Regions from separate parts of the Mus musculus genome. Here regions 1 and 2 are each linked to region 3. A link is a contact called in public HiChIP or PLAC-seq and promoter capture Hi-C data. All regions are on one chromosome and are shown on one strand. The core of a region is the stretch at or near the end of the contact, and the rest is flanking DNA. Distances in the headings are between cores, read along the strand shown.

Region 1 (2,700 bases), core at 93-2,592, 1.4 Mb before region 3:
GGTAGTCAGCTTCCCCTGTCTCTGCCTCCTAAGGGTGGGGCATAAAGCGAGTCCTCACGCCTGTAGAGCTTTCATTTGGGTTCTGGGGATGTCAATTTTGGTTCTCACGCTGGCTGAGCAAGCACTTGATCCACTGAGCTTTCCCCGCTGCTCTGAGACCCATTTTCTTATAGATTTAGTGACTGTCATCAGGCACAGCCGATGCTCCTGCCCCGGGTATGAGGTCCTCTGGAGGCATCCATCCTGCTCACCCAGTCTAAGAGCCAGGCTCGTCATTCACACTGAGTGCCTTCCCGAGCAGCACCGTCCTTCCTCATCTGTGTGAGCTACACACATCTAAAGTTACGCTCCAACGCATTTCTGGTCACTCGACATAAGGTGCTGTTGTTTGCCGTGGTATGTGACAGTGGAGTGCTCGGCTCAGAGGCTGTCAAGACCACTAAATGTCAAGTTCCCAGAAGCAAGTATGACAGCCCAGGCATGGTAGGCTACAGCCACTCACTCTCTCTGTCTTGCTGTCTAGGAGTTAATGAGCGGAACCCCTGAGCCCAGTTTAAGTAAATTATGTTCCCAGACCTAATGCTGCTGGGTCTCACTCCCAAGATAAGAAATTGCTTTTGAACTCCGATGGTTTTTAAATGCTAGATAAACTTGTGGCTTCAACTAGACTCTTTGTGGATGCCTCAGCCAATGCCATGTGCTCTGTGTAAGAAAGGACATAGAACAGGGAAGGCTAGGGCACACTTTATGAACCAGCATGTGTGGCAGTATGTCACAGGTGAATTGCCAACAAGACATTCATTATTTAGGTAAATTGGACTCCTGGGCCTGTATCAAGCAAGTCAATTAATTGCAACGTAGGCACTAGGAGATGGCTTAATCGATAAAATGCTTGCCACACAAACATCCACATAAGAAGGTAGGTGTGTGGGTACCTCAGAGGAGCTGGCCCTGAGGGTGTGAGAACAGGAGAGCTGGTGGGCTGGCTAGCTCAGCTACCCCCAAGCCCAGATCCATGAGGGTATGAGAACAGGAGAGCTGGTGGGCTGGCCAACTCAGCTACCCACAAGCCCAGATCCATGAGGGTATGAGAACAGGAGAGCTGGTGGGCTGACCAGCTCAGCTACCCCCAAGCCCAGATCCATGAGGGTATGAGAACAGGAGAGCTGGTGGGCTGGCCAACTCAGCTATCCCGAAGCCCAGATCCAGGGCTTTGAGTTGACCCACCCCAACATCTACTCCATCTATGAACTTCTGAAGGGGCTGATCCATGACACAGGGCAATAACAGGATGTCCTGAGAGGAGTCCTGGCGAGGATCCAGTATTGATAGTCATAGAAGTAAGTCAGAGGTCTCGAACCAGACCAGTGACTCACCGCAATGAACAGTCACAAGTGAAGATGTGTGGACAAAGGGTATACTGTGTGACACATGGTGACACACCATGACACTCCGCACTTTTTTTTTTTGTTGTTGAGATTTTGTTTTGTTTTCTTTGGGGGAGGGTTGCAAGGGGGAGGGCAGATATGGAGGAGCACGGGGGGGGGGGGATGAGTAGGACTGAGATGCATGATGTGAAATTCACAAAGAAGTAATAGAAAGTAAAAGGAGAAGGTGGTGGAGGAGCAGGAGCAGGAGGAGGAGCAGGAGGAGGAGCAGGAGGAGGAAGAGGAGGAAATAGGTGTGATGGGCTGCTTTTGAAAGCCCTGTTTTTGGGAGCCTGAAATAGTTGGATCCCTGGGGATTCCTAGCTCTCCATACTTGCCTAACTGGTTAGCTCCAGGCCAATAAGACCTGACTCAAAGGAGATACATACACACATGCACACACATGTGATACAAGAAGCTGAAAGAAATAATCCTCAAGTGACTGCCTTTGTGTTCTTAAACATGACTGTGGTCCCAGAGTGCATGCAATCCCTCTAAAACTTAAGCAAAACTCTTATGTGCAAGCATTTGTGGAAGAGATGGAATGTAAATTCTTAACAAACTTCAAGGGGTCATGTGGTGAAACGATCTGTGTGAACCCCTCATTTTCTTAACTGGCATGTGAAATACATTCTAACTACGTGTGCAATAATGGCTAACGTCTAAACATTCCTAAACAATATGGATATTCAGTTATACCATCTGAGGGGCAATTCATAAAACTGGGGACAGGAGACAAATGTTAGTTGCAATAACAATCATTGCCTCAGCTTGTGGTCTGCCGACTGCTTATTTTGGCTGAAGTTATTTAGTGTTTGGTTTTTAAGAGAGGATCCTTTGTCTTCTACTAGCTGTTAACTTAGATATTAAAATTTGGGAATTAAATTAACACTATAAGTATTTAAGAAATAAAATATAAGGAAAGACTCTCTAAATGGATGCCAGTTGGATAAATGAAAATTTCATTTATGCTATTTGTTTGTTTGGGTTTCTCTTTGTGGTGCTGCACAAGCCCATGGTCCTCAGCACACTAGGAAAGTACTCAAGCTACACAACTGACCTTTGCGCCCACCCCCCCTCCCCCGGTTTTATTCCCTATAGAGAAGGGAAGACTAAATCTGAACTTGGCAGGCCTTGATCCTCAACCTGTTAGAAATGGCCCCCTTAAATTTGTAAATTTTAAATTTACATGCCTTCTCTCCCACAAATGTTTTCATATAAATATTTATTTAAGATTTATTTATTATCAATACTGGATCCTCACTGGGACTCC
Region 2 (2,723 bases), core at 201-2,700, 1.4 Mb before region 3:
GGGCAGGCCTTGGGTGTGTAGGAGATGGTCACCTTTGCTAATGGGCCTTCAGGAGCCATTTGACCTCCATGGTTTAGGACAGTGTCTGTGCTTGTGTACGTGTGAACAGGGATGGCTGTCGGAGGACACCCTGTGGGAGGTTGGTCCCTGCTTCTGCCATGTGTGTCCTGGGAGGTCAAACTCAGTTTCCAGGTTTGGAGACGAGCACTATGACTGCTGAGCCACCATTGGACCTCTCGTTGCCCCTTAAGCTGTTTCCTATTACTTTAATAATAACAACACACACACACACACACACACACACACACACACACTTTGTGTTGTGTTGGGGATTAAACAGGGCCTCTCACTAGTCACTACACACTCCTAGTTCTGATTAAACCCAGTCCCTGACTTCTTTAAATAATTTTTTAAAAGATGTTTTCTAATTTGTTTTTATTTTGTATATGTGTTTTGTCTGCATGCATCTATATATGGCATGTGAGTACCTGGTGACCAAGGTACATGAGGTCTCCTAAGACAGGAGTTACAGACAACTGTGAGCCACTATGTGGTTGATGGAAACCAAACCTGGGTCCTCTGTAAGAATGACAAGTGTTCTTAACTGCGGAGTCTCCTCTCAGCTGCTCTGCTCAGTATCAAAAATACAACTTAATATTTTAAAATATAAATGGAAGTAGGTCTGCAAAGAGGCATGGTAAATAGCTTATTTTACTTCAACAGCGTAGTTCTAAAACACCGTAGGAGTTGGGTATGGTGGTGCAGGTCTGAAATTCCAGCTCTTCAGGGGGCCAAGGCAGAAAAATTTTAGTTCAAGGATAGCATGGACTATATGGTGAGTTTAAGGCTAGCCTGGATAACTTGGTGTGTTTTTTTTTTTAAAAAAAACAGTAAAAAGAGAGCCCAAGATATAGCTTAGCGGTAGAGTACTCGCCTAAAGCGGGTAAGGCCCTATGCTCAACCTGGAGTCTGCAAAGTGCAAGCAGGCAAGTGCAAAGAAAAACACCGTCAGTCAGGCACCAAAAAAATAGCAAGTGGTCCGATACTGAACTCCTGGTGAAGTCAATATTTATGTGCACATCACCCTGCCTTCTGGGATAATGTCTCAGTGTACAGCTGGGACATGTGGGTGGCACAGAAAATTGTAGCCAAGAAAAGGGTATCGGAATCCAAGTAACTTGATCAAGTGCGTGGCACAGTGCTAAGTGCGTGGCACAGTGCTAAGTGTGTGGCACAGTGCTAAGTCTTAGGAGTTTCCCAGACGTGGGATGGGCTTGCAATGTCGGCGTTTAGTCAAAAAGGAAAAATGAAGCTTGAAGACACTGAGGCAAACATTCATATTTAGTTCATGTCGGCCACAGAAAAACCTAAATATCTACAACCGTGTGGACGTCTGTTTCTGTCCCACGCTGTTGGACATGGCTGATAGGGCACTGCAGTCTGGTCACTCATAGTTCTTACGAACATCAGCCTCCTCCTTGGCAAAATTTCAGAAGGCTCACCATGAACACATAACCCTGTTAGTGAAATCTGTGTGCTTACTAAGGAAAATATTTGGATGACGGAGGTTAAGCAGTGGTCCTGAGATGTTATTCTGTCTACACAAACTTTAGAGGACCATTGCTCCATTCAAAGTCCATCTGGACTTTAAATGAGGCCAGTTTTAGAGGCTGCTTGCACCTGCTCTTGGGAAATCTGTAGTATTTGCTTCTGAGAATTTAATTTTCTTGGTTTCTACAAGCTCAGCAGGTATGAACAAGAGAAACCGAGCAACTCCAGGAAACAGCTTCCTTCCCCTTTATACATGGACACCCAGCAGGAAGTGGTATGAGTGCCCTTTCAAAAGCTCACTGATTTCTAGCCATGTATTTTAGCTCAAGTCTGCCACCTGGTGGACAGTGCTCAGTTTTGTTCTTTATTTCTCTCTCTCTCTCTCTCTCTCTCTCTCTCTCTCTCTCTCTCTCTCTCTCAATCAGGGCTTACCCATTCAATAAAACCAACAAACCCACCAGGTGCTCCTATAGTTTGTAAGGTATCTGGATACTATCATGCTTTCCACTGTATAATAAGAAAATTAAGGATTAGTGGAAGGAAGGAATTTAAAACCTGGATCTACAATTAATGTCTTTTCCCACCAGTCAGCAAGACTTAAAGGACTGTTGTCTGTGTGCTCTGGGTTTGAGCCCAGTCTATGTCCTGGTTCATCAGTTACCACCAAGTGAAGTCTTTCTGCAGAGGGGAACCTGATGTCTACCAGGCCCTCCACCATTCTGAATGGTGGAATTATCCCATGCAATCCAGCAAAGAACTTCCCCAAGAGAAAGCGGCAGTTGCTCCCCATCTCAGCCCACCTGCTTTGAAGTTTGGTGAGCCACTACAGTGCTTCAAAACGGGATCTACTGAAATAGGAAACTCATAAGCCATGAGTTCTCCTTGGAATTTTCCAATAGTATTTAGTGCCCACTTTACCAGAGACATGCTCACATTTGAAGTTCTCTGGGTATACTCTGCAAAGAGAGTGACCTGGCGATTGCAGTTGGGCTCCCCTGAACCAAATGAGTAACTTTCTGCCCGTTAGATATGGAAGTCTCCCTGTGCCTCATCTTCCTCATGGGAGAGCTGTGAGGATCCAGGCCTCTCACATAAAAGTCCAAGCCTGTGCTTCATGTGAGTTTCATAGGATGAATGTATGATGGATAGCTTTAATTGTCAACCTGGCAGAA
Region 3 (2,749 bases), core at 102-2,601:
TGTGTAGGGCTAACTTAGCAGGGCACACCTTTCTGTCAAGAATCTTGCCAAGGGTCTGAGTGCCTGCAGGAGCTCACATAAGACCAGTGAAGGCCCCTCCCTAACCAAGTTTACCCTGGGCAGGAGATGCCCTGGCTGAATTAACACATGCTCATCGGTTGGCTTTAGTCGCTCCTCAGAAAAAGGCAACAGAGAAGCACTAGACTTTGTCTTGACAAAATCATGTCAAGAAAGCTCCAGGATTGTTCTCAAATAGATTCAGATAAAAAAAAAAAAAAAAAAAAAAAAGCGTGTGGCCATTCTTGGTGGCCATTCTTGTACAGATGGGAAGCAGATTTATAAGAGGCCAAAGATTAAACAAAAGGCAGGAGCTGGCGACAGACAGACATGGAAATGGTTTTAAGTGATTAGGGTTTCCTAGTTCCAGTTTTCTCTCTTCTCAAGATGATCCCTGTGGCTGCTCAACAAATCCCTAAAGGTCTGAGAATCACGTAGAATAAGGGGGTCGGGAGAGAAGATACCAAAACTTTCCTAAACTGCGGCGGCAGACCTGGGGTCGCCAGGGCGCAAGGGGCACCCTGGGGCGGCGGCCGCCCCCTCCCCGCCACAACAAAAGGGCCGGGCACAGCCCTTGCGCTGGAACTCCAGGACCAGAGCTCCAGGGATCCCAAAGAGGGAAGGGGGGGGGGGGGAGTGGGGGAGAACCAGCCACCCAGGTCTATCCCTCCCGCGGCGGGGGAGTTGGGGGGGGGGGGGCAATGGAGCCGTGTGTCCGAATCATGCATAAAAGAAAGCACCTTGGATATAAGCCGAAGAGTCACCAGCGGCTGCCTCCTGGGTGGCAGAGCAGCTGGTGCCACCCAGATCCCCGGGGAGCATATGCGCCGCGGGCCCAGCGTGTTCCCCGGGCGGAGCCGCCCCCCCGGGTATCGCGACGTGGGGGACTGCAGGACCGCGATGCAGGTCGTGCTGCTTGGGCCTCCGCCACAATGCGGCCGGGGTCCAGCCGCCACCGCGGCCGCGCCAGGCCCGGGCGCGACACAAAAGCGTCCCCCTCCAGCCCCGCCACCGCCCACCGACCTTGGGCTCCCGCGCCGGGCTCCTGCAGCGTCTTGGTGACTGCCTTCCAAACGTGGCAGCCGAGCAGGCAGAGCAGCAGCGCAGCGGACTTGCTCATCTCCGCGCCACGGGCGCCGCGGGCCTCTCGGGCTCGCCACGCTCGGTCACGGGCGGCCGGGCGCCGCGCCTCCCTCCATGGCGCTGTGGCTCCGCGCGCCCGGCCAGCCGCCCGATTGGCCGGGGCCCCGCAGCCGGCCGCTCCCTCCTCCGAGCCCCGCGCCCGGCTTCCCCAGACCGCCGCGGCCGCTCCGCCGGCGCCTTAACCCCTTCCTGCCCCGCCCCACGCCCGCGGGAGCGCACGGGCCCTGGGTCCGTGGTGCCACCTGGCGGCCGCCGCTCTGCGGGAGTCCCAGGCGCCTCCAAACCCCTGGCTATTCCTGCAGAGAGGAGGCCTTCGACGTCACGCTGGGTTACCTAAGGGTCCGCAGGAAGCATTTGAGTCTAGGGTGTGACCTCTCATCCTGAAGCTGTCCAAGCCACTATCCTCTGACTTCCCCCAGGGTAGATTTGACAGCCAGACTTATAGGTCAAGTGTAACAATACCTAAGGCTGGCTGCAGGAGGCCCAACACCACCTCCTTGTATAGCATTGGAAGGGAAGGGTAAGGAGGTTTTCAGTGATAAGAGGCCCTGGGTGATTTCTCCCCATCCCCACCTCTATTTATTAAAGAAAAAAAATCCAATGGCATGTTAAAACACAACAGCAAAGACTATGCAGGAGCATTGCAATGGGGACGGTTAACAATGGAATTTTATAGCAGGGGAGATAGATTTTGCTCAACTTGGGACTCAGCAGAGACAAACAACCATTTATAACGAAGGAGCTGTGAGTGTGTGTGCGTGCGCGCGTGTCCTATGTTGAAAATTACCAAGATGAAGCACTGGGGATAGGGCTCTAGCTAAAGTTACCTAGGAAGATTCTTACTGAAGGCAGGTCAGGAGTGAAGCACGGCCACTCTGGCCAGATATCTAACGTGTTTAGATATCCAGGATGGACAAGCAGGCTTGCTATTTTACAAGAAGTGGACAGGTAGACCCAGGAGATGGGAAGCCTAGTATCTGAGAGAAACTTTGTCACAACCTACATGGTTTGGCATAGTGTTATATGCTTGTGATTCCAGTACTCAAGAGGCTCTCACATCCAAGGTTAGGCTGAGACACAGTGAGACCCTGTCTAAGCACAACAAAGAAAGAGACATTCTATTTTCATAGGAGAACATGGAAGCTAGAGAAAGCTAAGGAACCTGATCCCAAGCACACAGCTGGGCTGTGGTTGGGGTGGCTAGTTTGATTAGCCAACTTGAATCTAGAATCACCTGGAAAGGAAGGATCAAGGGTTGGGGTGGAGTGAGGGGAGAGTAGACTAGGTTGACCCATGGCAGAGGGTATCAACTTGTGGGTCATGCATGACCCCTTTGAGGATTGAACAAACCTTTCACAGGGAACACTCAAGACCATTGGAGATTCTACATTATGATTCATAATTAGCAAAATGACAATTATGAAGTAGCAATGAAAATATTGTTATGGTTAGGGGTCACCACAACCTGAGGAACTGTATTAAGGGGTCACAACATTAGAAAGGTTGAGAACCACTGGCTTATGACCATGCCTGTAGGAGACTATTTTAA

Evidence for each region. Promoter capture Hi-C pulls out the DNA fragments that hold promoters and counts their contacts. HiChIP or PLAC-seq counts read pairs in DNA pulled down with a chosen protein or histone mark.
Region 1: an HNF4G HiChIP or PLAC-seq map of pancreatic cancer cells shows a contact between it and region 3. The contact joins the enhancer-like site here to the promoter of Fam171a1 in region 3. A contact is called at or near these places in 3 of 39 promoter capture datasets (the 3T3-L1 cell line, liver and pre-B cells), 1 of 484 Hi-C or Micro-C datasets (pre-B cells) and 1 of 115 datasets of contacts at active chromatin or transcription factors (pancreatic cancer cells).
Region 2: a contact with region 3 is called in a promoter capture Hi-C map of the HPC-7 cell line, with 3 times the contacts expected there. The contact joins the enhancer-like site here to the promoter of Fam171a1 in region 3. A contact is called at or near these places in 2 of 39 promoter capture datasets (the HPC-7 cell line and embryonic stem cells) and 1 of 484 Hi-C or Micro-C datasets (B cells).

The regions. Positions count from the first base shown.
Region 1 is chr2:4,479,018-4,481,717 of GRCm38.p6, reverse strand. The region is part of intron 3 of Frmd4a (FERM domain containing 4A); the gene reads right to left. All of the region lies in intron 3 of Gm39751 (a long non-coding RNA gene), which reads left to right. Among named protein-coding and RNA genes, the nearest start is that of Gm39751, 33 kb to the left of the region's middle. Within about 2 kb of position 1,342, at least 57 of the 459 cell types and tissues checked have an H3K27ac peak or open chromatin away from gene starts, as enhancers often do. A contact at or near this core is called in pancreatic cancer cells, where this site is marked.
Region 2 is chr2:4,498,573-4,501,295 of GRCm38.p6, reverse strand. The region is part of intron 5 of Frmd4a (FERM domain containing 4A); the gene reads right to left. All of the region lies in intron 3 of Gm39751 (a long non-coding RNA gene), which reads left to right. Among named protein-coding and RNA genes, the nearest start is that of Gm39751, 14 kb to the left of the region's middle. Within about 2 kb of position 1,450, at least 34 of the 459 cell types and tissues checked have an H3K27ac peak or open chromatin away from gene starts, as enhancers often do. A contact at or near this core is called in the HPC-7 cell line, where this site is marked.
Region 3 is chr2:3,116,984-3,119,732 of GRCm38.p6, reverse strand. It overlaps Fam171a1 (family with sequence similarity 171, member A1), which reads right to left and starts at 1,351. Exons shown (of 8, transcript NM_001081161.2): 1 at 1,081-1,351. The coding sequence starts at 1,177.